Regions from separate parts of the Mus musculus genome. Here all the other regions are linked to region 2. Evidence: chromatin contacts called from public Hi-C and Micro-C data. All regions are on one chromosome and are shown on one strand. Each heading gives the region's core, a stretch centred on a gene start, on an enhancer-like site or on the middle of the called end of the contact. The rest is flanking DNA. Distances are from core to core; before and after follow the strand shown. Region 1 holds the start of Cep128 (centrosomal protein 128). Region 2 holds the start of Gpr65 (G-protein coupled receptor 65). Region 3 holds the start of Glrx5 (glutaredoxin 5).

Region 1 (3,429 bases), core at 148-2,647, 6.9 Mb before region 2:
GTCATGAATTATAATTTCAATACCTGTGCTTTGCAATGGTCTAAGGTGACCCCTGTGAAAGGGTCATGTGATTCCCCATGCTGACGCGACTGGCAGGTTGAGAACCACTGCCCTATACCAAGCTACAGCTGTCAAAGTTCATCTTCTCTCTTGCCTGTCCAGTGCAGCAGTTATATGGCTATGACAATAGAAACCTGGCCAGCTCAAATTGATACACACTATGAATATGAAATATCAGTATATGCCAGATTCTGAACATCCTATACCATTATCAAAAAACATAAGGCCCTGGTAGTACCAGAAGCCTCTGCTCTCTGCACGTGGAGGATGAGGCAGGTAGATCTCTGCAATGTCTAGACCTGTCTGGGCTACACTGTGAGTTCCAGGTCAACCAGTGCCACACAGTGGAACCCTATCTATAAATAAATAAATAAATAAATAAGCAAACAAACAAACAACACAAAAGTTTCATATTTGCTACTTGTATATTTACGTGAAGTAAAATATACTTCAGTACATTTTATGCCCTGGGCCAAATAAATTAAGATTAGTCTCAGAAGTTTCCTTTTACTTTTATTGTAATACAGGTACTATAAAACTAAAAACCACTTGAACGGTTCGTATGCTATTTCTGTTAGACGCAGGAAGTTTTAGGAAGAAGTAACGAGAATTTGCTAGGTGCTAGGCACTGTGCCAAATGCTTTGCATAATCCTAACAAGGACGCTACAACATCGAGCTTTGCCTAACAGACCCACTCCCTTAAACCAACCCTGACTGGCAGCTGGGATTCAAAGTTTGGTATTTTTATTAATTAATTCCAAAAGGGGGCGACTAACCACTATGACCCCGGGCATCTCCTTACTTAGCAGAGGAAAATCGAGTGACGAAAGGACAGAGATATGCACCAATTATACCCCTGGGGCAGTCAAAACCAATGTCAGACAGCTTGAAGCGCCTAGGAGGGAGCCCTGGGCAAGCTGCTCCAAAGCCAGGACAAGGCGCGTTGAGTGAGGTGGCCAGGACCTGACCGTGGACGAGCTGCTGAGGGATGCAAACACGCCATGACCCCCACGTCACCAAACACTGCACCCACACTCCCGGTCCACCCCGCGTACCCGTGCAGATCTTGTGTCTCCACCCTAGGACAAGGGGAAGTGGGACGCAAATGTCTCTGCAGGGGGAAATGAGAGAAAGGACAAGAGAACAGAGAAGGGCAGGTACCTTAGACCCAAGGTGACTCCAAGTTCTTAACGCCGGATCATCACCGAGGCCCCACCCGGCTCCCGCGGCTACCAGCGACCCCGAAGGTGCAACTGACCCAACGCTGCCTCGCAACCGACTCCGCTCACCCGGGACTTGCAGCTATGGCAACTTGAACTAGCCGCCCAGGCACCGCTAGAGCACAAGACGCGCCGCCGCCGCCTGGCCCTCTGGGAGCTGTAGTCCATCCCACACTCCAGAGCAGGGAGATGTAGCAAGAAATAACAGGAAATGACAGGAGATAAACTGCAAGTCCCAGCATGCTCTGAGCAGGGCCTCTACTTGCCTTTCCCGGAAGAAACTGGCTAAGCGGTCTTTACAGACCTGGAGCCCTGCCTTCTTTTCCCGCACTAATTTTGTTTTTTTTAAGGGCCAGTAGCCTGTGAAGCCGCAAACTCCTGCTCGAAAGTGAATTCAAATGTCTCGCGACACTGAGTGTAATTTTACTTATTAGGACACATCAAAGGATAAAAGCCAACAGTGAGATTTTAAAATCGCTTTAACGTCCTATTCTAATGGCTTAAGGCTTGGAGGGGAGTAAACAAGTTTATCAAGTGAAACACTCTCTGCCTGGAGTGACTAAGATCTCACCTCTCCTCCCTGGCAAACTACAAATGCAATATGAGGTAGTATGTTCCTTACTAGCTTGTTATGTCCTCACAAGAAAATGAAAGAAGTGTTTTCTGCTCGGGGGGGTGGGGGGGGGAGTCAGTTTCAGCTATAATGAGAGAATTAAAACCTTAAGGAAGGAGAGCTTTGAGAAAAACTAAGAAGTGAAAAATAATTAGGCACCTTTCTTTTCCTTCTACTCTGTCAAAGAGAGAGAGAGAGAGAGAGAGAGAGAGAGAGAGAGACTCGATCCTCCCCAAAGCTAGAATTAAATTTTATCTGATCTATGAAGGTTTTCCTGAAGCCTAAAAAACAGTTATCAATGCTTCTTAACCTGTGAGTAGCGACCTTCAGAAAACACATATTTCTGATGGTCATAGGAATTGAGAAACCACTCCATAGCAAAATTACAGTTTTGAAGTGGCAATGAAAATAAATTGATGGTTGGGGATTCCTAACACCATTGGAAATATATGTTTTCTGATGGTGACGCACAGGTTGAGAACTGCTGATCATTGTATAATCTAGGTTTTCTATTGTGGACATTTTATGTTAGAATCATGAATTACCCACTTAATCTTCCCACTTAGGGATTGAAACAAATGGATCTGACCTTTTAAAATATCTCCTTCCCCCCAAAGTCCCCACCCTGCTCACTTAAAGGCTTTTCCTATCAAGTTTAAGCATAAATTTTTCTAAAGATTTACCTAAGTAATTGCATCCACAATTGTGCCTCTCCAAGACACTACAGCTGACACAGAGAGCAACTTAATTCAGAACAACCATACCAGCAATGCCTGCAGAGGCATAATGGCTCTGTTCGTTAATAGCTAAGTTTCACAAGATAATTTTATTCAGTTTAGCAAATATGAATATTGAATCATCTTAGGATTCTGTCTTCTAGAGAGAAGACACAGGGGTAATGAAGAGATTTAAAAGTACCATTGTTTTGCTTCAGTTGCTTAGAGCCAATGGAAGGAGATGAATGGAAGCAATTCATGACAGTGGTGGAGGGGAGACCACTGCCACAGGATCTATGTAGAAACACAAGAGAAACCCTTCCTTAGGAAAGTATATCTGATCAACTGCCAAAAATGTATTACCCAAATGCTAGAATAACTTTGGTTATACGTGAGTGCATTACATTAGTAAAAATTAATTGTTAATAATATTGTTGTCCAGCTGTGTGTGTTCAGTTCTATTGACTCCGTTTTAAAGTGATATTGGACAAACAAAGAAAAAAAAAAAAAACCTCTGAAGACACAGGTGGGACCACAGAAACAAGATTTGAGTTAATTGTGATTAGAAATTTGTATATGCATGATTAAATTAATACCTAACATCAACTGCCTTTATTAACAGATGTGGCATGGTATGGGGATTAAAAGTAGTAAAGTCAGATCATAGAATGGGTCTCCTTTGCTTCTTAACAAGATATATTTTTAATCGGAAAATTGTGTTGTGGCTCCCAAAGACTCTGAATTCCTTTTCATTGACACGGCTGGTCCGTGTCATCCACACCACCAGTCCATTGGAGCTGAGTCACATGAATCTAGACT
Region 2 (3,263 bases), core at 275-2,774:
TCTGCCCCTGCCTCCCAGATGCTGGGATTAAAGATGTGTGCCACCACAGCCGGCATATTTTTATGATTCATAAAGATATACTAAGGAATTTTCAAAAGCCTTTACATTCCTCTTCTATACCACAGTTAACTGCGGGAAGAAATGTCTCAAGTATATCATAAGAGCACTTTTTTTTTCCATCTACAAACACAGACTTGGCATATCCTGAGTAGAGCCTAAAATTAAGTTAGAATTTTCCACTCTCAATTGATTTCGTACTTATAAAATAATATCCTAGCCTTAATTTCTAATCAAAGTTTATTGGAATACAGTTTAAAAATTATGTCTAACTTTTCTCAAAAGTGGGATGTTCTAGAAACTAATTTCACTTTGATTTAACTACTTATAGTTTTACTTTGTTAAAGTACTGCATTAGCGTTTTAAAATAATAATCTATAGCACTCATAAACACATTTTCACATTGCATGATTATCTATTTGTCTGGTCCAGTCCCATCAGCTGCTTTTAGGAATCACTGTTTTCTATTCCCAGAGGATTACTAGAAGAGAAAGTGATTCTGTAATCAAATACTATACATCCAATCGTATTAGTTCCCCAGAAGAACAGAAAAAAGTTCTCCCAAAGTTGGCTCTCTTGACCTACTCACATCCCCGCCTAGTTTTGCTGTTAAACCACAGTAATCACCAATCCCATTCTGCCTCTTCTGCTTTATTCTTCATGAACCAGCTCACCCCACAGTGGTCCACAGTAGCCTCTCCATCCTCACACCCAGATTACTCATCCTGTCTCATTCATGAGCATCTAGAACCGTCTACCTCTGCTTCTGGGGCATCCAGGGTGTCAGCGAATATAGCCCTCTCTTACATGGGGCTATGCTCATTTCCACGGAATAGTCAGGACCTGTGTAGATGCCTGCACAGTCAATCTAACGGCAGATGCAGGAACAGGATGAAGATGATGTAAAGGATTGAATGGTTGCAATGTTAAGAACAGCATCAAATTCAGAGGGTGTAGAGATGAAAATCTGGGGAAGAGTGCTTGCTGCACAGTATGAGGACCTGGGCTGAGATCCTAGTGCTCAAGTTAAAAGCTATGCATAACTAATGCGGATGCTGAGAGCCCCAACACAGTGGACAAGCTGAGACAGGAAGATCACTGGAGCTTGCTAGCCACCAGTCCAGTTCCAGGATCAGTAAGAGGCCCTGTGCAGAGGCATAAGGCAGAGAAAGGCAAACAGGACAGGTTCCTGGTTTCCAAAAGAGTGCATACTGGTGACACAGCTGCATACACATGTGTGCATACATCAGACACATACATATGCATGAAATAGGCATACATATAAGTATTCATTTATAATTAAGATACAAAAAGAATGGGTTATGAAAATCACATGACAGTAAATGACCCAAACATCGCTTAAAAGTACAGAAGGATCCTTGAACTCAGACAAAGTAAGCCTTCTCATTAAAAGGCTGCTTCCTCATTGGCTTATGACAAAATACGAGCGCAATTTCCTGTCCCCACAACACTGCTGGTTTCTCTTCTTGATACAAGCAGATTTGCCAGCCTCCTCAGTCAAGAGAAGCATCCCTCCAGAAACAGGGGTGAGTATGAGATTAAAACCTAGAACAAGATTTCAAAGTAGATAGTATACTTTTTAGCATAATGATCAACAATGTAACATTTCCTCTGGTTTGGGCTTTGTGAGTGTAACAAGATCAAGTTTTGTGAGAGAGATGCAAATGAGGAAGACACATGGTTTCTTCTACTTTGAGCAGTGGTATGGGGATGTCAGAACTCAAACTTAGAACTGGTTAGGTGATGATATAGGTATAACAAAGGGGACCATGTGTGCTCAGCGCTCTCCTCGGGATGCAGTGTGTTGGCAAACTGATGGTTTAGAAAGAATCTCTACCATCCTGGACAGGAAAGCTACCTGCTATTATCTCCCCACCAGTGCACGAGTCTAGGAATAGCTTTTACATTCATCGGAAATCATGTGAGGTTAGAAAATTGTGTTTCCAGCATCATTAAGCATCCGTTGTAACTAATTGTTAACAAATAACTGTCATAGTACCGGAGACATGTGGAGACCTGATAGGCAGCAAGCATGCTTTAGGTGAAAGTGTTTCTGTAATGCTGTATGCAAGCAATTTGCTTTTAGCTATCGTCATCAATTATTCATATTACTTTTAGAGCTACACCATAGATTGTCTTTTTCGCGCTTCGTAAAATTGAAACTTAGATCATTTGTATTTTGAGGGAGGGTGGCAAAAATTCTCAAAATTTCACTAAAGCATCCTAAATAATATTTGGAAAGATACGGGAATAATATGTTCTGTATATCCTTTTTTTAGATGCATTTTTCATTGACTTAACTAGAGCTATCTGCAATGCTGGCTTGGCATCACAGGTACAAGATCCCTAGGCTAGCCTGTGATGTGCTTGCCGGACAGTCAAGGATGACTTCCTTTTAGGAAATCTGTGGGGCAGCGGAAGGAAAAGCAGTACACTGCAGACGCTAACATATGGTGAAGGCTTTGCCTGTGCTCCCCTCTTGGCCCCACAGGGCATCTCATTTAATTCTCACAGCAACCCCATGGCCTGAGCACTAACTTACAGGAGAGGAAACAAACTTAGAAAAACCACAGATTCTTCCCCCCCTCCCGCCCCCCTAAGAACTTTGAGAACCTTTCCAAAAGCAACCACAAGCACATACTGCTGCCCCTGTTACTCAACAGACACGATGCTATCTGCTTCATCAAGCTCCCCTGGCTGGTTGGTGGCTGGCTGCTCTCAGCAAGGCAGGAAGTACTTTTATAGCTAAAACAGGAATTTATCCTGTTGAGAACTCTAAAACCTCACTAAAATAATTTTCTCTGTCTTTGCTTTTGTAGAAACAAACATGTACTCGCTTAGTAACACACCACTGCCTGCCCTTCCATTCTTAGTCCTATCTCAAGAGAGGAGACCTTTATAGCCTAGGTGTTTTCCCCTAGGGTGTATAAGTCTACCCAGTGGTGTGATGCTGACATTCATCAGAGCCCCCTCCTTAGCAGCTTATGCAGGTCCTTCCCTTCTTGTGGTTCAGATCATAGAGTTTCATTTTCTGTCTTCACCAAGAACCTTTAAAGGTTTCTTCAAGAACCGAGAAGGTTTTTCTGAGTGGTAGTTACCAGTAAATGCTAGGTTTTGCTCTGTTGATGAAATACGATTATAGGATGACAGCCATTATCTTGGAATACAGAAATGTGAACAGTCTG
Region 3 (3,020 bases), core at 507-3,006, 6.8 Mb after region 2:
TCAGAAAAAAATAAAAAAACCAGGAATCAATACAATGACAAGGAACCCGCCAGGCGGTTGGTTCCCATCTGTCTTCAGAGCGAGTGGCTCCGGTTTCCCTCTGAGCCACAGCTTAGCACATCCCATGGCTCACTCTGTGTGAACTCTGATTTTTTACATTCACTCCCCGGGTGCAAACAGACCACCTCCGGCAACACGCTTAGTCGCTCGAGGTTTTGTGGCAGTACTTAGTGTCCAACAGAAACCGCTCCGTCTGCTAAACAATATCTTGACTGCCAAGCTTCTCTGACTGTTGGTGGATCGACAATGACACGGCACAGCCATTATCACCGTGGCAACAGTACCCAGGCCCTATCAGAGGAAAATTGCACATGGGCCTGCTGCCTCTCGAGCAGGCATGCCTCAGCTTCCTCTGTTGTCTGCTTTCTCTGCAAGTCTGGTGTGCTCTAGGGTACCGCTAACCCAGCGCAGGGCCAAGACTGCAGATTAGATAGTGGGCTGCGGAGGCCTGCTGGCCAGGATCTGGATCTGCGTACTACCGGCGGGAGAACTGACCACACCCGGGGCTCTGTTCTAGGGGGAAGTCCATGTAAAAAAACGACGCGCCTGCCCACTCTTCTGCACCATCCCCAGCAGATGTGCAAGCAAGCACTCTACCCTGGGGCCATCATCATCTACACCGGAATTCACTAAGAGAATACTCTCTTTTATTACTGTCTGTGTGCATGTGACGGGGTGGAACTCTGGACGTCGCTTACACTAGGAAAACGACTTCCTACTGAGCTACATCCTCACCCTCCGTTTTCCCTCTTAAAAAGGGTCCTGCTGTACGGCCCGGGCTGACTCGGGCTTATTTAGAACTCCTGAGTTCAACTGATCCTCCTGCCTCAGCCTCTTAAGAGGCAAGGCAACGTTGCAGACAATGGCCACAGGGCCCGGCAACCCACCAATTCCCTTGTTCTTTCAATCCTTCCCGACCCCAGTAGTCACCGAGACCCCAAAGCCAGCCGTCCCACGGCTAGAGCACTTTACACGTTTCTACGAGAAGAGCATCATTCTAGAGGCCAGGGAGAGGGCTCAGCGTGCCAAGGGACTTACCCTGCAAGCTAGAGTTCCATCCCCGGACCCTTTATAAAAGTCGTCTTCTGAAGATGCATGCACGCAGATCATACATACACAATACTTATAGTTTTATGCTAAAAAAAAAAAAAACCTCATTCTGGAGGAAGAATCCCACGGGAGGCCGCAGGACACGGCTTGGATGTCCATGTGCATGGCGGGTCGGAGGCTGGAGCCCCGGGCAGACCAGGACACGCCAGGTTCGCGGCTGGCCTCAGCCGGTGAGGCATGGAAGGCCACCTCCTCTCTGGTGCACGCCATCGCAGGACTACCGGCCGCGTTACCGTAGCAATCACCGCAAAAGGAACCGGAAGCTGCGTCTGGACGTGACTCCTTCCCGGCGTGCCGCGGGCGGCAGAAGCCCCGCCTCGCGCCTGCCCTATCATCTTGGCGTATCCGGCCAGGCCTCGAACGCCCGCACGAGGAAAGCCGGCTTCCTCTAGTCACGCCTCTTCATGCCCTTCACCGACGGACGTCCGATTTGTCCAATCAACACGCAAAGCGGTCGTCCTCGCTCACTAGCAAGCCTGTAGGACGCGGCTCCCAGGGAAGGCCCACCCTACGGTGTAAGCGATGTGATTGGTGGAATTGAGCCAGTATTGTCCAATCACGAGACTCATCCCAGAGCTTGTCCAATGAGAGCCTCTGGTGGGCCGGCCGGACACCACGGGCTCTGTAAGCCCTGGAGTGGCCGCAGAGGCGGTGGACAGCGAGCGGGCATGAGCGCGTCCCTGAGCCGGGCGGCGGCGGCTCTGCTGCGCTGGGGGCGAAGCGCTGGTGGCGGTGGCCTGCCCGGAGCCGGCGTGCGGGCGGCGAGCTCGGGCGGCCAGGCGGAGCAGCTGGACGCGCTGGTGAAGAAGGACAAGGTGGTGGTGTTCCTCAAGGGGACGCCCGAGCAGCCCCAGTGCGGCTTCAGCAACGCCGTGGTGCAGATTCTGCGGCTGCACGGTGTTCGCGACTATGCGGCCTACAACGTGCTGGACGACCCGGAGCTGAGGCAAGGTCAGGCCCGTGGGATCCGATTGCGAGGGCGCGGTGAACTTGAGCAGATCCCGAGGAGCAAGGGCCTTCCCTGGTTGTGTAGCCACATGGGCGGAGGGTTCGCCTCGGCCCACCTCGGGGCGAGATGTTTCTGACTGCATAGGAGAGGGGGTAGTCGGCATCATGATCCCCTCTGAGCAGGTCGACTGGGGAGTGGCTGGCTGAGAGGGGGACTCACTGCGAATACCCTTGGGGACAATTTGAGGGCTTGGAAGCCAGCAGCGTACTTGCTAGGTGAGGGACTGATGCTACTACGTATGTAGGGAAGAGGTTTCAGGCTTGCCTGTGTGTGCCTAACGAGGTCAGAGGCTGACTAATAATGTTTAAGGCCCCGAGGGTCAGGGACTGTCTTCTTGCTGGAGAGAAGGTTTCACCATAGTCTAGCCGGACTCACGTTGGGAAAGACACGAAGTTTGTTTTTTAGATACTGTAGCATCAAAGAACAGTGTGTGGAGACTAAGACATGGTAGAGGCTCAGCGGAAAGAGGAAGCCACTAAGAAAACTTCTGACCCCCGACCAGATTAGCAAACTGCGGCCAGGTTGGGCCCAAAGGGCAGAGAGCAGAACAGCTTTTTACTGGCCCCAAGGCAAAGCGACTGCGTCCTGACGTCTAGTTGGAATCCTTTATACACAGTACCAGGCAGGCGCCTTTCTCTCCGTCTTGTGCTTGCTGTGAGCGAGGAAGAGAAAGGCCAGGGATTTGGTTCTGATTCTTGGCAAGAATCGGTCAAGGTGGGCCGGGTAATGGGAAAGCTGCCCCCTCCCCGCACCCTGCTCCTCCTTCAGTGGAATCCGGGGAACCCTGTATTCAAGTAGCCCCCCCCCCCCCATCTTACTGATTTAGTGCTCTGGGTTGGTC

Evidence for each region. Hi-C and Micro-C count contacts between places; a contact is called where the count stands out from the background.
Region 1: a Hi-C map of B cells shows a contact between it and region 2, with 5 read pairs. The contact joins the promoter of Cep128 here to the promoter of Gpr65 in region 2. A contact is called at or near these places in 1 of 39 promoter capture datasets (pre-B cells) and 2 of 484 Hi-C or Micro-C datasets (B cells and LSK cells).
Region 3: a contact with region 2 is called in a Micro-C map of the G1E-ER4 cell line, with 6 times the contacts expected there. The contact joins the promoter of Glrx5 here to the promoter of Gpr65 in region 2. A contact is called at or near these places in 2 of 484 Hi-C or Micro-C datasets (B cells and the G1E-ER4 cell line).

Annotation. Positions count from the first base shown.
Region 1 is chr12:91,383,012-91,386,440 of GRCm38.p6, forward strand. Cep128 (centrosomal protein 128) reads right to left here and starts at 1,398. Exons shown (of 26, transcript NM_181815.3): 1 at 1,223-1,398.
Region 2 is chr12:98,267,111-98,270,373 of GRCm38.p6, forward strand. Gpr65 (G-protein coupled receptor 65) reads left to right here and starts at 1,525. Exons shown (of 2, transcript NM_008152.3): 1 at 1,525-1,604.
Region 3 is chr12:105,030,862-105,033,881 of GRCm38.p6, forward strand. Glrx5 (glutaredoxin 5) reads left to right here and starts at 1,757. Exons shown (of 2, transcript NM_028419.3): 1 at 1,757-2,121. The coding sequence starts at 1,839. Snhg10 (small nucleolar RNA host gene 10) reads right to left here and starts at 1,418. Exons shown (of 2, transcript NR_003145.3): 1 at 1,099-1,418. Gm46374 (a long non-coding RNA gene) reads right to left here. Exons shown (of 3, transcript XR_003950254.1): 2 at 2,998-3,020; 3 at 2,117-2,831. Mir3069 (microRNA 3069) reads right to left here and starts at 280; the gene lies at 216-280. It also overlaps Scarna13.